2 separate regions of the Hordeum vulgare genome follow, and region 2 is linked to region 1. The links are chromatin contacts, called in public Hi-C maps. All regions are on one chromosome and are shown on one strand. The core of a region is the stretch at or near the end of the contact, and the rest is flanking DNA. Distances in the headings are between cores, read along the strand shown.

Evidence for each region. Hi-C and Micro-C count contacts between places; a contact is called where the count stands out from the background.
Region 2: a Hi-C map of seedling shows a contact between it and region 1, with 6 times the contacts expected there. The contact joins the promoter of LOC123442961 here to the promoter of LOC123439510 in region 1. A contact is called at or near these places in 2 of 6 Hi-C or Micro-C datasets (leaf and seedling).

Annotation. Positions count from the first base shown.
Region 1 is chr3H:57,110,014-57,117,828 of MorexV3_pseudomolecules_assembly, reverse strand. LOC123439510 reads left to right here and starts at 4,118. Exons shown (of 3, transcript XM_045116223.1): 1 at 4,118-4,443; 2 at 5,307-5,387; 3 at 5,770-6,745. The coding sequence starts at 4,279. The coding sequence ends at 6,135.
Region 2 is chr3H:57,595,014-57,602,828 of MorexV3_pseudomolecules_assembly, reverse strand. It overlaps LOC123442961 (TSL-kinase interacting protein 1-like), which reads right to left and starts at 4,788. Exons shown (of 9, transcript XM_045119157.1): 1 at 4,479-4,788; 2 at 4,249-4,308; 3 at 3,264-3,447; 4 at 2,926-3,122; 5 at 2,610-2,848; 6 at 2,106-2,361; 7 at 1,645-2,019; 8 at 1,478-1,567; 9 at 879-1,367. The coding sequence starts at 3,372. The coding sequence ends at 1,239. It overlaps LOC123441477, which reads right to left and starts at 698. Exons shown (of 2, transcript XM_045117898.1): 1 at 676-698. The coding sequence starts at 698.

The DNA.
Region 1 (7,815 bases), core at 2,869-5,368:
AATTGCATTTTTTCATTTTTGTTCACAAATTAAAAAAAAACTTCAGGAATTTCCAAAAATGTTCAAGCTTTCCAGATTTCTTCTCAAATTGTAAAACGGTTATGTTTTAAAGTTTGTTCTTGAATTCAAAAAAAATATGCATTTCAAAATTATTCTTTGATTTTTTTTGTAATTATGAAATTATGAATGTTTTCAAAATTATGAACAAGTTCTAAAAATGACATTATTTTTAGAAAATGTTTAATTTTTGTAGAAATTATTCGCAATTTCAAAACATGATATTACTTTCATTTTTGTTCCTTTTTTGAAAAATGCTTGAGAATCCCCAAAATGTTTAAATTTTCATGAAATGTTTGAGGTTTTAGACATATATTTCTAGGAATTTAGGTCGCTAGTGACCTGCTTCAGTTGTAGGAGGTCCTTCGTTCAATCCCTCACTTGTACTTTAGTTTTGGTTTTTTGCAAAGGTTTAAGTTTTTAACGTTGTAGTTTCGTTCTTTTAGCATTGTGCTAAAATTTCAACACAAACGGCAATTGATTGTAGCGGTTGGCCTATCTTGCACGTCGCTACGAAGTCACGAGATCGAGTCCCAACACTAGTGATGCTTTTATTTCAAGTGTTTTCCACCTTGAGAATGCGCGAACGCAAAATTGGTCGGCTGAGGTGAGCTACGCCCTGTGTGAAACGTCGACATTTTGACACAAAGAGCGTCACATAGGAGCTCCCCCTTACCAGTGACAGCTAGGCCAACTGTCGCCCACACGCGCAGGTCCTGGTCGACCCGGCTATAGCTGGTTGATAGGTGGACCAGTTGATGCTTGACTTTTAAAAATATTATTCAATAAAGGGTAAACATGTTTTTTACACAAAACTGGAAAACTTTCATTGCTTCTAAAATACTCCCTCTGTCCGGAATTACTTGTCGTAAAAATGAATAGAAATGGATGTATCGCAAACTAAAATGCATCTAGATACATCCATTCCTACGAAGAGTATTTCCAGACGGAGGGAATAGTTCATAAATTTCAATAAAAAATCACGTACATGGAAAAGTTGAAAATTTAGAAAGTTCATTGATTTTGAAAAAACACATTTTTGCATAAAGTTCATGGGTTTTATTTTTTATTGTAAAATTTGTAAACAGTTCATGGATTTATTTTAAAAGTCTGCAAATTTAGAAAAATAATCATGGATTTTGTAAACAAAATAACAATAACTGAAAAAGTTCACGGATATGGAAATGCCGATGCATTTGCAAAAGGGTCAACCATTGAGAAAGAACATTCACAGACTTTTAAACTATTCATGGGATTAAAAGAAGTTCATAATTTGAAATAGTTCATGAATGCGGAAAATTTCACAAAATGTTGATCTAGAAATTTGGAAAAAGGTCTTGAGATTTGGAAAACATATTTCAGATTTTAGGAAGGTTCATGAATTTTTTAAATATATTCCAGATGGTTTGTCAATCTTGTGAGGGAAAAACTAAACGATGCAGGAAGTAGTCGCGGAAGACTTTGCAAACGAGAAAAAAAATGCCGCGTGCTAGGCGCCATCCGGATGTAGTAACGAAAATTGCACCCGCTTCCTCTATCGTTTGATTCATTATAATCAGAACAGTACAATCCGCACGATCAAGTCAACTCAAAAGCATCAACTCCCCATCAACAAAACACGCTAAGCACAGAGCGGGTGAGTTTGCTTCGCTCTCTTCACGCGACATCTCCGATGTTGACGTCTGACGCATCACCGTTGACCTCCACAGTGTCGCCCCTCCATGCTTCTATCACGTAGCACCACCCACCCGACTTACAGCGCCCGCACCTCGCAGCATCACCAGATGTTGCAACTATTCCTTTGTTGGATGGGCACACAAGCTACAGTGCTCATCGACCGACGACAAGGTCCCGTGGGTTGCACCATCATTATACCATCACCGTCACTTGTCGTCGTTGCAACATGGTTGTTGCATCCGCTCCGTTCGCACCAATGTCGTGGACCTCGCATCATCGACTTCCAACGCGCCTGGGCCTCGCTGCATCAACGGATGATGCAGCCATGTCGTGCCTGTCCACCGGCGGCGAGGTCGCACCGTTGCAGCAACACTGTCGTCATTATGGTTGCAACAACTTCCCAGTAATTCCTTGCAGCACCGACGACACCTCATGATTGCTCCCTGGCATCGGCGATATCGAGCACATTGCAGCACCAGCGAATGCTGCAGCCACGAACAAGAGGATGGCGGGGGGTTGTGCTGCTGAACTTTACTTCCAGCAACTGTGGATGCAGTAGTAGCAATGGAGTGGGAGCACGATGGTTGGAGCACACAAAGTAGTGTGGCACACAACATCGTTGATAGCTTCATTGCAATGGATGTTACGGGCAAGACAACAATCTCACGGCGGCCCGAGCTGTCGGAATTGAGGGAGAAGCTCCTAAGATCCAAAAAAAAGGCTAGAGAAAGGTGGGAAACAAACTTATGTGATTAGAGGAAAAGTAAAAAAAGAATGAGTGGTTGCAGCGATCAAGGTAAGGCTGGGGAGGGAGATGCGATGGGGAGCCCAACTGGGACCACAGGACACGTGGCAGGTGGCTGGCGCGCGAATGTCTGCATCCATATGAAAACCAATCACTTTCCAAAAAAATTGTTACATGGATGAGTTCAAGGTGGAGAGGGGGTGCGGGGCATGCGCGAGCTTTCCCAAACACGTATAACTCGCGCTTAAAGCGTTGGATGGGGTTTTGGCCAAACACGCCCCTTAGAAATTCCTTAATAAAATCCCATATAAACAAACATGTCCACGACTTAGCGTCACCAGGTCCAGAGCGCAAGAGCTACATCTGGCTTCACGCGGATGGAACAACACTCGGTGATGCGTCCGCAGTAATGGACCGGCCCATTAGCTTCCACGCGAAACAACATAAATGTAGGTAAAAGGGGAGAACCAGGACCAAACCCGAGCTTCCTTTGTGGTGAGATACCTCTGCTAGCTAGTGAGGCACATTGTCTTTGTGGAAAACTAGACGACACAACCAACTTGAGGTAAAATATCAATTTTCCATAGTTTTTTCATTTTTTGTTATTTGTTTTTTCATGGATTTTTTCTTTTTTCTTTTCTTTTACTTTTTTTTTCTATTTCTTTCTCGATTTTAACTGTGTTTTTTCTTTTCTTTTCCTTCCTTTTTCTCTGTTTTCTTCAGTTTTTTCATTTCTTCTTCATTTTCATTGTTTCTTTATTTCCTTGTCATTTTCAATATTTGCATTCTTTTTTTCGGTTTTTTCTTTCGGTTTGCAGTACACATTTAACATTTTTTGCATATAATATGAAATATTTTTTGTATACATGTTTACCATTTTTCTAAATACACGATTAATATTTTATGGAATCTTATATCTTTTGGATGTCTATTTTTTCTTGTAAATGTTGTACTTTTTTGGTATATATCAGATACATTCTTCTAATACATGTTTACCATTTGCAAATACAAGTTTAACTTTTTTGAAACACATGATCAACATTTTTTTCATACACATTTTCTTACATTTCGGAATGCTTGATTAGCATTTTGAATACAAGAATTTTTAATAGATGGTTAACATTTTTCCTATACACATATACCATTTATTTTTATATTCTTAATTAATATTTTCAAGGAAAATATTAACATTTTTAATACATGACTAATAATTTTGTACACACAATTTACATTCTCCAAATGCTTGATTAATATTTTTCATATGCAATGTTGACATTTTTTAATACATGATAAACAATGTTTATATAGACATTTAACCTTTTTCAAATGCTTGATCAACATTTTTCAAATACTTGTTGATTTTAGTAGAACTCTTGATTAACAGCTTTTAAAATACATTAAACCTTTTTCGAATTCATGATTAAAAACATTCAGAACATTATGTAATGTATATTTTTTAATATATATATTCATAATTTTGGAAGTGTAAATAAAAAGAATATAAAAAGTAAAAAGAAGAAGAAGAAGAAGAAAAGAGTGCTGTGGACTCCAGCGATACCTAGGCTAGTCCATCTCGCGCTGCCCTTCGTCTCGCTATAAGCGAGACATAGGGGCGCCCGGTCCAGGGAGCCTGCGAAGTCGTGGACCACCACCATACGTGACACCATCGCACTGCCATCAGACGCTTCCTCTCGTCCTCCATCTCCAGTTCTCCACCTTCGCCTTCGCCTTCGCCTCCGCCTCTGCTCCGGGGAGAGCTTCCAGAAGGTTCTCCACCCCGTACCCCGGCCATCTTCCGGATGGAGGCGGCGCGTCACGCGGGGAAGAAGCGGGCTCCGGAGGACGATGCGGAGGCGGAGGTGCACCACACGTTCCGGGGCGCCGCCAACGCGCTCTCGCAGCTCTACGCGCAGGCCGTCGCCAACCAGAAGGCCTCCTTCATCGCCGGCGAGCGCCACGCCATGGTCCGCAACTCACCCCCCCCCCCCCCCCCCCCTCTCCGTTTCCCGTCGGTTGCCCGTTTGATCGGTTGACGCGTCGTGTGATCCTGCCTTGGCCGAGTTCTTGGCTCCGGTCAATGGCCAGTTACGCGGGGATTAGTGGGTGATAGGGCCCCGCCTCGAGTTCTTTGTGATTCCTGGTGGTCTACGATTGAGAATTTTGCTTCTTTTGCCGAATCTGGTCGAGAATTCTTGGTGTGGTGCTGGGATTTGGGGGCTTCTTGGGTGGAGCGTGTCACCTGTTCGTAGAAATTTGGTGTGCGGCGAGAAAACGAGATAATCAACAAGAAAAATGCACGGTTTGGTACTTCGCCAAGACGGTGATGTACTGTTGGGGAGCTGAAGAGAATAGGAGAATGAACAGCTACAGCATATTACAGAGTGTATCAACAGCGTCAGTTGGGCGTGCCATCCGGTGATCTCTCTGGACTAAGGGCTGCTTGGGTTGGCGCTGCTAATAGGGCTACGATTCTTTGGATGTCGCGGCACGTTTCGGGGAAGTGTGGTGGTAATGTTAGTTTTCAAGTGGGTTAAGAGACTAGTGCAGAGCCCAAAGCTCAACACGGTGCGCACAATCAGTTCTAAAGAGTGAAGGGTTTGCAATGTTCTGCATACATAATCATATATGCAATTTGGGTTTCACAAACCTTTTGATGACAGGGACCAGTTTAGTGTTCTGAGTGGTAAATTAGGTCTTTGTCTGAGCGTTATGTAAGTTGTAGGTGGAATCTGTTGAGATAATCACTTCGTGTTCTTCAATCTAGCAGCACATACTGTCAGCTAATAATTTGCTCAATTGATCCAACCTTGCCTTGGATTTTTGGCAGGAGTGTGCCCATCTATGGATATCTGGTCAGCATGAAGAAGCATTGGGAGTGTCTGTTGCTGATGTACTTGCTTACTTGCAGGTCATATGAATAACTTGCCTCTTTTTGTACTGAAATATCAACTTGTTTCAACCAATTCTCTGAATATGTTTAAACCCAGGTAACATATTAATCCAATGCCCTGTGTCGGATGCAAAATGTAGCATATCTGCGTCGGATGCAAAATGTAGCATATGTGTGTTAACTAGGAGAATTGGCATCTCTTTTTGGTTCAAAGTAAGATATACAAACATCACAAAATCATTCATTTTCCTATTGAAATGCTAAAGCTGCTGGTACCAATACAGGAATTAACTTGTGGCCTTGCTCAAAAGATGATATTTCCACCTTTCTTTTCTTTAGCTCTTGCTATTGTTATGTTAATATCTGGCCCAAGTCCTTGATGCTTCTCTTCTTTACACAGAATGAGATTGAGAGCAGAGGAGGCATGGCAGGGTCTTCCCAACATCTAACTCCACAGCCAGCATGTGGTCTTCCTTCTGCAAATGTCCAAACCAACTACTTCTCATTTGGAAATGTGGCGGCTGCACTTGACTCTCAGTTGTGCCAAACAGACCAAACAAGAACCACAAGCATCTCAAATGCTTTCAGCAGTCCTTCGCAGCAAAATTCCCATTCAAATCATGTGGTTCAGTGTTCAGGACATGGCCCTGTAAACTCCCCGCCAAGTGGAAGCGGAGCTTGGAACGGCCATTCTCCCCAGAACCAGGACTCCGTGCATCGGAACTCATACGAACCCTCCATGGATATGAACCATGATGCTCCTTAGAGTTGTGAATCACCATATGAAAGGTGGCGACAGCGCCTGTCAGTTTATTGGAGCCTCCAGTATCTGATCCTTATTCGCTGGAGAAGTGCCATGAACTAGATGGTTCCCCTCCAGAACTCTCTTGGCTTCGTCTGTCTCTTGGTGCAAAGCTCCTGCCCTGTGACCATTCTGCTCTCTCTTCTGGCACCATGTACATAACAGCTTGAAACTATCCTTCTGGTCTTTGCCGTTGATTGCGGATTGCGGTCACCTGCTTTCTAGGTTGCTGAATGGAAGCTGTGAACATGCAGGCTGTCTTGGCATAATCGTGCCTGCATTACCAGTTCTTTTCTGGTCATTATTACCAGAAGAGAGACCATGCTCTGATCAACAAGGATCATTGTGGTGTTGTTGCATATTTGTGTTACTGATATGGCTGCTATGTATGTTCTATATGCACCTCTATAAGATGCAGCGGCGCAGAAAGAGATAGAACCTTGTTTCGCCCGTTTGTTTTTGTTGGTTGAGTGTCTACACCTTGTAGATGTTACACAGAAAGCCTGTGTCTGTAACCTGAATAAGCACCGAAATAATATACAGTTGACTATGGTTGTCAAGTTTTTTCTAAGAATACGCTAATGACATACCATATCTTTATAGAAGAAAGCAAAGATATTTATAAGAGGGTTGCACCGGATGCAAACATCCGAGCAAAGAACGCACACCATAGCCTACTCTCACACAAGCCGGTGGAGACCTCCTACTTCAACACCTGCATCCTTCCAATCAGCAATCTCTCTGAGAATCTGGTTCTGGAGCTGAACAGGAGTTCTGACTTTGTTTTTCAAAGACGATCAGGCGTTCTAACTTGGTGCACTCTATTGAAGACGCGCACATTTCTTTGCTTCCAGAGGGACTACAGGCTGTAGCAATGATAAAGGAGTCAAAGCCACGCTTGTCCACCTTGCTGAAATTAGTTCTAGAGCGAAGCCATCAGGAGATGAACGTATCTTGCCTCCTAGGGCATTGCACATTGGGGTCCCCTACGTCTGACCTTCAGCGAGAGGAGAGGAACCCCGCGCTGAAGGGGGGACCTAGATGGGCAGGCTATAACCTCTCTTTTTTTACGTTTTCTATTTCCTTCTTTTGCATTTTTTACTTTTGTTTATACTTTAAAATATTCTAAATGTATATATTATAAAAAACACTCTATTGAAATATTTTAAAAATGCTGAACAAGTATTCGAAGACTGTTGAATAAGTATATGAAAAATGTTAAAGTCATATTTTAAAAATTATTGATCATGTATATAAAAATGTTAATCAAGTATTTGAAAAAAAATGTTGAAGAAGTATTTTTAAAATGTTGAAAAAGTATTTGAATAATGTTGAACAAGTATTTGCAAATGTTAAATAAGTATTAAAAAAGGTTGGACAACTATTTGAAAATGATAAATAAGTATAAAAAATGTTAAATAAGTATTAAAAATGTTAAATAAGCATTAAAAATGTTGAACAAGTATTTAAAAAATGTTGAACATGTATTGAAGAAATACTAAATAAGTATTAAAGTGTTGAGCAAGTATTTAGAAAATATTGAATAAGTGCTTGGACAATGTTGAACGTGTACACAAAAATGTTGATCACTTACTAAAAATTTATTTTGACATATACGGAAATGTAGAGTGAAAACGGAAACAA
Region 2 (7,815 bases), core at 3,539-6,038, 480 kb before region 1:
GCTCCGAATTGAATTATCGGGCAAAATGCTCCTGGTTTGCTCTGCATTTTTGTGACTAGGAAATACTCCCTCCGTTCCTAAATAATACTCCCTCCGTTCCTAAATAAGTGTCTTGACTTTAGTACAATTTTATACTAGAGCTAGTACAATGTTGAGACAGTTATTTTGAGACGGAGAGAGTAAGACCTTCTAGAGATTCCACTAGAAGACTACATACGGAGCAAAATGAGTGAATATACACTCTAAAATATGTCTATGTACATCCGTATGTAATTCATAGTGCAATCTTTAAAAGGTCTTATATTTAGGAACGGAGGGAGTAGCTCCTAAGTTGCTTGCTTCTTTATAGAAAGAATGGACAATATGGAATGAAATGAAACAAAAGTGCATCGCTACAACCCGGTTAAAAGATTATATGGGACTGGACCCCATAAATGGAATAAACTGGTCAGAAATTCTTTTTAAAAATTATCTTTACTACTCCCTCTGTACCGAAATATATGTCTGGAGTAGCTGAACTTTAGCTACTCCAACAACATATATATTCCGGTACAGAGGGAGTAGAATTCTAGATATGTCAAATAACCATCTTAGCAAGATTACCGTCAAGAGTTGAGTGAAGCTAAGATTGGTCATGTAATCTTCAGACCCCTTTGAATCACTATCATATGCTACCTGAGCTTGTAGGTGTAGACCATCACTGCATGCCTCTTTCTCAACCTCTGGTATCTTGTAGTAAAGGAAAACTGGTGAGTTGTATAATGGACAGAGTGACAACACAAAATTTATAATTGTCATTTGGTAACATACCACTGAACTTCTCAGCCAACTGTTTCTTTCATGACAACAGGGCAAGCACAATCAACTTCAAAGCAATGTAACGATGAAAAATTGATCAATTTCAGTAAGCCATTCACAAGTAAAGCCTACTCAGGTTTACATACAAATATTCAAGCCCAAAGTTTCAGAGAGATTGTCTGTTCATAAAACATTTGATGCAAAACAGGATGCAGAGAAAATGGTAAGCAGCCGAGCAGATTATGGACAATTTTGAAAATACAGAATTCTCGAGCGAGCAATCAGTACGAAATAAGTTTATGCGACTAAGATGGGCCATTAACTTAATATCTACACAACCAGCTTCAGTAAGCCCAAAGTAATGGTTCTTGAAGCAAGAAACCAGACGATGATCTTTACAGGATCTATAACTTCAGATCTTCGATGTACATTTCTGAGCCTCATGAAACAGTGAACTTCGGAAATGCATCCAAGCTGTTTGCTAGGAAGCCGCTGAGACCTAAACTGTCAGTTCCACTCAAAAGCCTGGAGTCAAATGCCCCAAGCTCTGGCTCACCGGTGGATTCAGGCTGAAAGCGAGCAGGTAACCATATATAAGAATCCAATCAGCAATTGGAAGAGAAAACAAAACAAAGCATAACAAAGATATCAATGTTTGTTAAGAGGCCCTAAATGATACCATTGGCACATCTGGATTTGCATTATCAGTATTGCCCAAGCCTGATATCTGAGGGCTTGACTCCTCTTTCCTGCCTTCAGTAGAGCATCGCTGCAGCAAAAGAAAGGCTGATAAGAAGCACATACTGTGTTCGCCAGACAGAACATTACAAGAAAAATGGCAGCTACCTGGTTGCCATCTGTATCAGACTCAGGAATTGCACCCAGGATAAACGAGGTAATAGCACTACTGTTGCCATGAGCTGAAGAGAACATCCTAGCTGAAGTTTGATTCCGGGGAAATGCATGACAAGTTTCTTCTGCATCCCAAACTGATGGATTTGAGACCTTCGGTTGGTTACTTGTTTGCTGGTGAGCAATCAAGGAGGCAATAGCAGCATCAAATGAATCACACGTAGCAGGAATCTGCTGGAGAATCGAACCATTTTGCAAAGGCGGTTGTTTACTGTCTTGTGAGGGTACAGCTTGCGATAAGAGTGCTCCAAAACTGATATTGGATATGCAGTCAATCCATGAGAGCGGTGTCAGTTTGCTTTGGCTATCCTAATTTTGGAAACATAAAAAGAGGATTAAGTGTCAAGTATAAATGACATCATCATTGCAAGAATCAAATGAAATTGCATACTCACCACCACAGTCTGTTCTGTGTTACACACAACGGATGGACTGGCAAATTTACTTGGAAACTCAAAAGGATCTGAAGGTTTGTTTGGAAACTCAAAAGGATCTGAAGGTTTATTTGGAAAATCGTAAGTGTCTGAAGTTTTGTTTGGAAACTCAAAATGGTCTGAAGGTTTGTCACCAATAGTCTTTTCTGCAGAGTGCAGTGGTGCCAAAGATTCTTCGCTGCTTTGTTGCTTCAAATTATGATCAAACCATCCATACCTACAGTAACAAAATGATAATTAATTGAACTTTTTTGTACTCGCTTGATTTTCATATCATGCTGTTTGACAAGAGTCTCCAAATCTGAACCATCATTGCTAATTTCTTTTATGACAAGCTAATAGATACAAAATCATGATCATCGGAATTAATGTAGAGAGAATTAAACAGAGACACACACACACACACGCATGTGTCCATAGATATTATTACAATGAAGGTAACCATTTCTCGGTAAGAAACCAAACCTTAAGCGAAATGTTGAAGGGCTGCCAACAGCAACATGAACATCAGCAGCAGTGCAAGAATCATTAATAGTCCATTTTTCACTGCCAACTATGCTATCCGGTCTAGCACCGTAAGGGAAGAGCATGAGCTCGCCTTTTGCACAGCTAGAACGACCCCATTTTGTGTTCAGATGTTGCACAATTGAGGACATCTTCTTTCGAGGAGCCAAGGTCAACTCCAGGTAAGGATTGTGTTTCTCCTGTTAATTAAGTGGTGAAAAAAGCCATAAGCTAAGCAGTACTTATACAAGTCTCTTGCAAAAACAGAGATAATCACCTGCTGTAGAACCTTCTGAATCGCCTCATCTACTGGGAAAAACTGAAGCTTCATCTTTTTAAAATAATTTGGTGGTTGAACGGATAAGTTTGTCAAATTATTAAATGGTACTTCAGTAAAGCTACCACCCTTCAATGCAATCTTACTGCCGGTAAACGATTGACCATCTTCTCTTCTGCATTTTGCCACGATATTGCCTGGAAATTTATATGGTTAAAAACTTGACAAGGACAAGTGGCTGTTACAGTCCAAATGTAGCTGCCAACAAGCACCTACTTTTCTACTTCAATTGTTGATCTGTTTTATCTGAAGTTAGAAATGGGGCACCAACACATCACCTGATGATTTGTTGGTATATTTTCCTGGCTTCAGGCAGTGCAACTTATCACCAAGTTTGACCTTTGCTTCTGTATCAGTTGGTTTACGGCGCTGCTGAGGAGCTTTCATGGTTTTGTGATATTCGTCTGCAGTGGTAGCAATCAGGTTCAATATTGATCCAGCCCTAGAAAACTCCGACCTTTCCTGCAGGTAATAAATTGTGGAACCGGTTATCGAGTCTATCTCTAGACTTCAATTTATAATGACTCTTCTCAACTTGATAAAGCGCAAATAAAAGATATGTTTCAGATCAGAAAAATGGTGAGTACCAGACTAGATTCAAATGCTACGAAATAAGAATGTTTTAATTTGATTTAGCAAGAATTCTTTTAATTGCACTTGATAATGAATATGTGATGAATGAGCACAAAATTGCAAACAAAAGAGAAAAAGGTCACTGTCTTATGTATTTACACCAACAAAAGGATAATATTCGTTCCAGTTAGGGTTCAAAACATTTGTTTCAGTTTAATAATAACTTTCAGGTCACCATTCAACAAGTTCAGCATTGTATTTGCAATAAACCAAGCAACTGATCCCTAATTGTGATTGCTACAAACCACACAGTTATGCATCAGGAAGATATGCATATGCCCCCCCCCAGGTGGCGGCAGATCTCAACCGACGAATTCGTTCACGCTCGAACCAGGGGAGAATTGAGGACGAGTTCATCCACGGTGAAACTAGGGGCGAATTGCGGATACATATCAATGCATAAATCGCCCTCTCATCTACATGAACAGGAGCGTCATTATCTGAAACAGGGGGAAAGTGAATATGATGTTACTACCCATCATCCCCTTAAACCGCCTCCTGAATCCAGCCCTTAATCCGCTCAAACCCTAGCGTCAATCCCCATCCATCAGTTAACCTAGGGTTTCCACGCTCAGACCCGAGTACCAGAGAAATCAAGTCAGAATCGCGGAAGGGGATAAGAAGGCTTACCCTGCCTTGGCGCCGCACTGGAATGGAGGGCTGCGACTCCAGGTGCCGTCCCCTTCGTGCCTGCGACTCGAAGAAGAGAGAGTTAGGGGCAGAGGATCAAGCACGGGTTCGAGAACGGAACCGCAACACCTAATCCACGAATCCTACGCCGCTCCTGACATTTCAGAACCCATCAAAGCCACGCGAATTTTACCCTACCCAACCACACCAGGCAACCCGAGGGGGCGTACCTGAGCTCGAAACCCTAGATCTCGGCGGCCGCGACGCCCGGAGCCGCGAAACCCTAGCTCCGGCTACGGATCCGCCGGCGGCGAGCCGGCCTCGGGGCCGGGGACGAAAGCCAAGCGCGGAGCCGAGGGGCGCGGATATCGGGCGCTCGCCGGAGTCGACCTGGGCTCCGGGCGGCGGGACGATCCCCTTGGCCTCGCGGGGGCGTGGAGGGGAGCGCGTGGAAGGCGGGAGGAGGAGCAGGGGAAGGGGGAGGAGCCGAGGGACCGCGAAATATTTCGTGGCAAGTTTTGCCGCCTCTTGTCCTGGCGCGCTCGGCCAAGTCCAAGTGCTCCTGAGTTTTTGTGCTGGGGTTGGGTTTTTTTTCTTTCTTTCTTTTTTGACGAGGGATATAGTACGGTGGGCCAATCCTGTTCGGCCCGTTTGTCGCTTGTTAACGAGCAAGCGCCTACTCCTCAGCTGTCAGCTCCCGGAAAATCCTATTCGCCCCTTGTATATGAAACGGTGTCGGGGCTTCGCATAAAACGAAAGGGAGATCGAGTTTAAATGCGCTGGCACAGTGTCCGATTCTGGGAACCTTCTATATGTTTCAGCCGTTTTTTTTTCGGTTTGGAAAACTTTTAGAAGGTTTTCCGAACCGTTTTTTTATTATTTTATTCTTCTCTGTTTCATTTTTTTATTTTATTTTTCTGTTTCAAAAAATGTTTTGGATTAAAAAAACAATTTTCGATTTTCAAAAAAAGTTCTTGATTTTCAAAAGTGTGTTCTGTATTTTTTCAAAATTGTACTTGGTTTCAAATTTTATTCTTAACATTCATTTTTTTCTTGGTTTCAAAATTTGTTTTCAAGATTCAGAAAATGTCTGTGTCTTCAAAAATTGTTCAAGCTTCCAAATGTATTTAGGTTTTATTAAAATGGTTTTCCGTTTCAAATTTTTGTTCTCCAGACTAAAAAAATGTTCATGTTTTTAAAAAATTGTTCCAGCTTCCAAATTAGTTCAAAAAAATTCAAATTTGTTCTTGTTGTCAAAAGTTGTTCTCAAGATTCAAAGACTGTTCGTGTTTTAAAAAGTTGTTTGTGCTTCCAAATTTGTTTGGAGTTTTTTAAAATTGTTCTCCCTTTCAAAATTTTGTTCTCAAGATTCAAAAAATGTGCGTCATTTAAAAAATTGCTCAAGCTTCCAAATTTGTTCACGAATTTTCAAAATTTGTTCTCCAGATTCAAAAAATGTTCATGTTTTAAAAATTGTTCGAGCTTCAAAATTTGGTCGGGGTTTTTAAAATTGTTCTCCGTTTCAAAATTTTGTTCTCAAGATTTAAAAAATGTGCATGCTTTAAAAAATTGTTTGAGCTTCCAAAATTGTTCAGGATTTTTAAAATTTCTTCTCAAAATTCAAAAACATCATGCTTTAAAAAATTTATTTGTGCTTCCAAATTTATTTGGGATTTTAACAAATTTGTTCTCAAGGTTCAAAAAATGTTCATACTTTAAAAATTGTTCGCACTTCCAAATTTGTTCAAAATTTTTTAAAAATGTTCTCAATTCATAAATTTGTTCTCAAAATTCAAAAAGGGTTTGTGCTTTAAAAATTTGTTCATGCTTTCAAATTTGTTTGGGGATTCTCAAAGTTGTTCTTCTTTTCAAAATTTTGTTCCCAAAATTCAGAAAATATTCGTGCTTTGAAAATTTATTCACGCTTCCAAATTCGTTCACGATTTTTCCAAATTGTTTTGCAAATTCAAAAAATATTTTGCTTCAAATATAAAAAAAGGAAATAAAAAACGAACAAAAATTGGAAATAAACAGAAAAGGAAAAAGGTAAAAAAAACTTGACAGGCCCAGTCGGCATGCCTGCCCTGTGCTGCGCAGGAGTCCCTGCCGCAATGAGCGGCAGGTAGGAGCTCCCTCCGCTCCCGCTACTAGCTCATATCCGGTTTCGAACCTTCCTGCACCGGACTCTATCTTTGTTTGTGTGTGTTTTTTAATTTGGGATTTTATGATTTCGATCTTCCTTCCTTTTATTCATTTAAATATTTTAATTTATTATTTATTTCCTTTCTTTTTTCATTTAGCGTTTATTTTAAAAGTTAGAAATATTTTCATATTTGGTGAACATATTTTCTATTTCTTTAAATTTTTCCTAAATCATTTTTTTACCTTTTACCTTTTTTAAAAATTCATGAAAACAATTTTAAATTTGCGAATATTTGTTCAAAATCATGAACATTTTTTTGTTCAACAATATTATGTTTGCAAGCTGCATAAAAAAATCCCGGCCCAACAACAAAAAAGATGGCCCGTTTTCATACACGTATTTTTTTTCTATGCCACGTATGAAAGTATATTGTTCTGAAAATTTTCATGAACGAGATATATATGTATTTGTGTATGTATAAAAAAATCAAACTTTTGCCATGTAGAAATAAGTTTTCTTTTAATGTCCTCCATGGAGCTCATCCACCGTTTGCACTTTGCGGTCCCGGTACGATGTGTTTGTACTAGTAGAGTCATGTTGTGATCTGAGGCTGGTTGAATGGCGTGTTGAGCTTTGAGGTGGTGGTGCAGGCCGATGCGAGGTGCACACTTCATGTTGACTGTGAAAGTTGTCTCACAAAATCCCACCTGGCCTAGAGGTTTCGGGTCTGTTTCTCTTGATAACAATGACAAGAATTTCATGCCTCTATCATGTATTAAAAATGAATGTGGGTGCTTAATTGTTAGTGTACTGATTCCCACCATACTTCTGAGGTGCACCCCTCTCACTAATGCAACTATAATTATGTAGTTCTTCATGTGGTCGTAATTGATCACCTTGTCACTCTTGTTGACAATGTTCAATTGGGCCACACCAACAACACTTTGTGTCGGCTACGTGAAGATTGTGGTCCCACGGATTCGACTTACGTGAGTCGCGGCATCCCTGACGATGCGCAAACACGAGCTAGCTGCATGTGTACCCAAAGGCATGCCCCTTTCGAGGTGGCATGCAGATCTTTGTCAAGATACAAGGTTATGGAAACCTACCAGCAAAAATTGGTGTGGCTGCCTCATAATTGCCGTGCAATCCAAGAATAATTGCGCTCTAGCCGACTACAACATCTATAAGTGATCCATGCTACCACTCTGCCTCCTGAATATGGTGGTATGCAGATCTTTGTCAAGACTCACCCTCAAGCAGGGACGGAGTCAGTATAGGAGCGTTGGGTTCAATTGAACCCAACGATTTGTCCTGTCCAAGTATCCCTATACACGTACGAATGTGCATGAACCCAATAAAAAATATGTGTTTAACCCATCAACTTTACGCAAGGCTGAGTGAGAAGCCCAAAAGCCCACAAA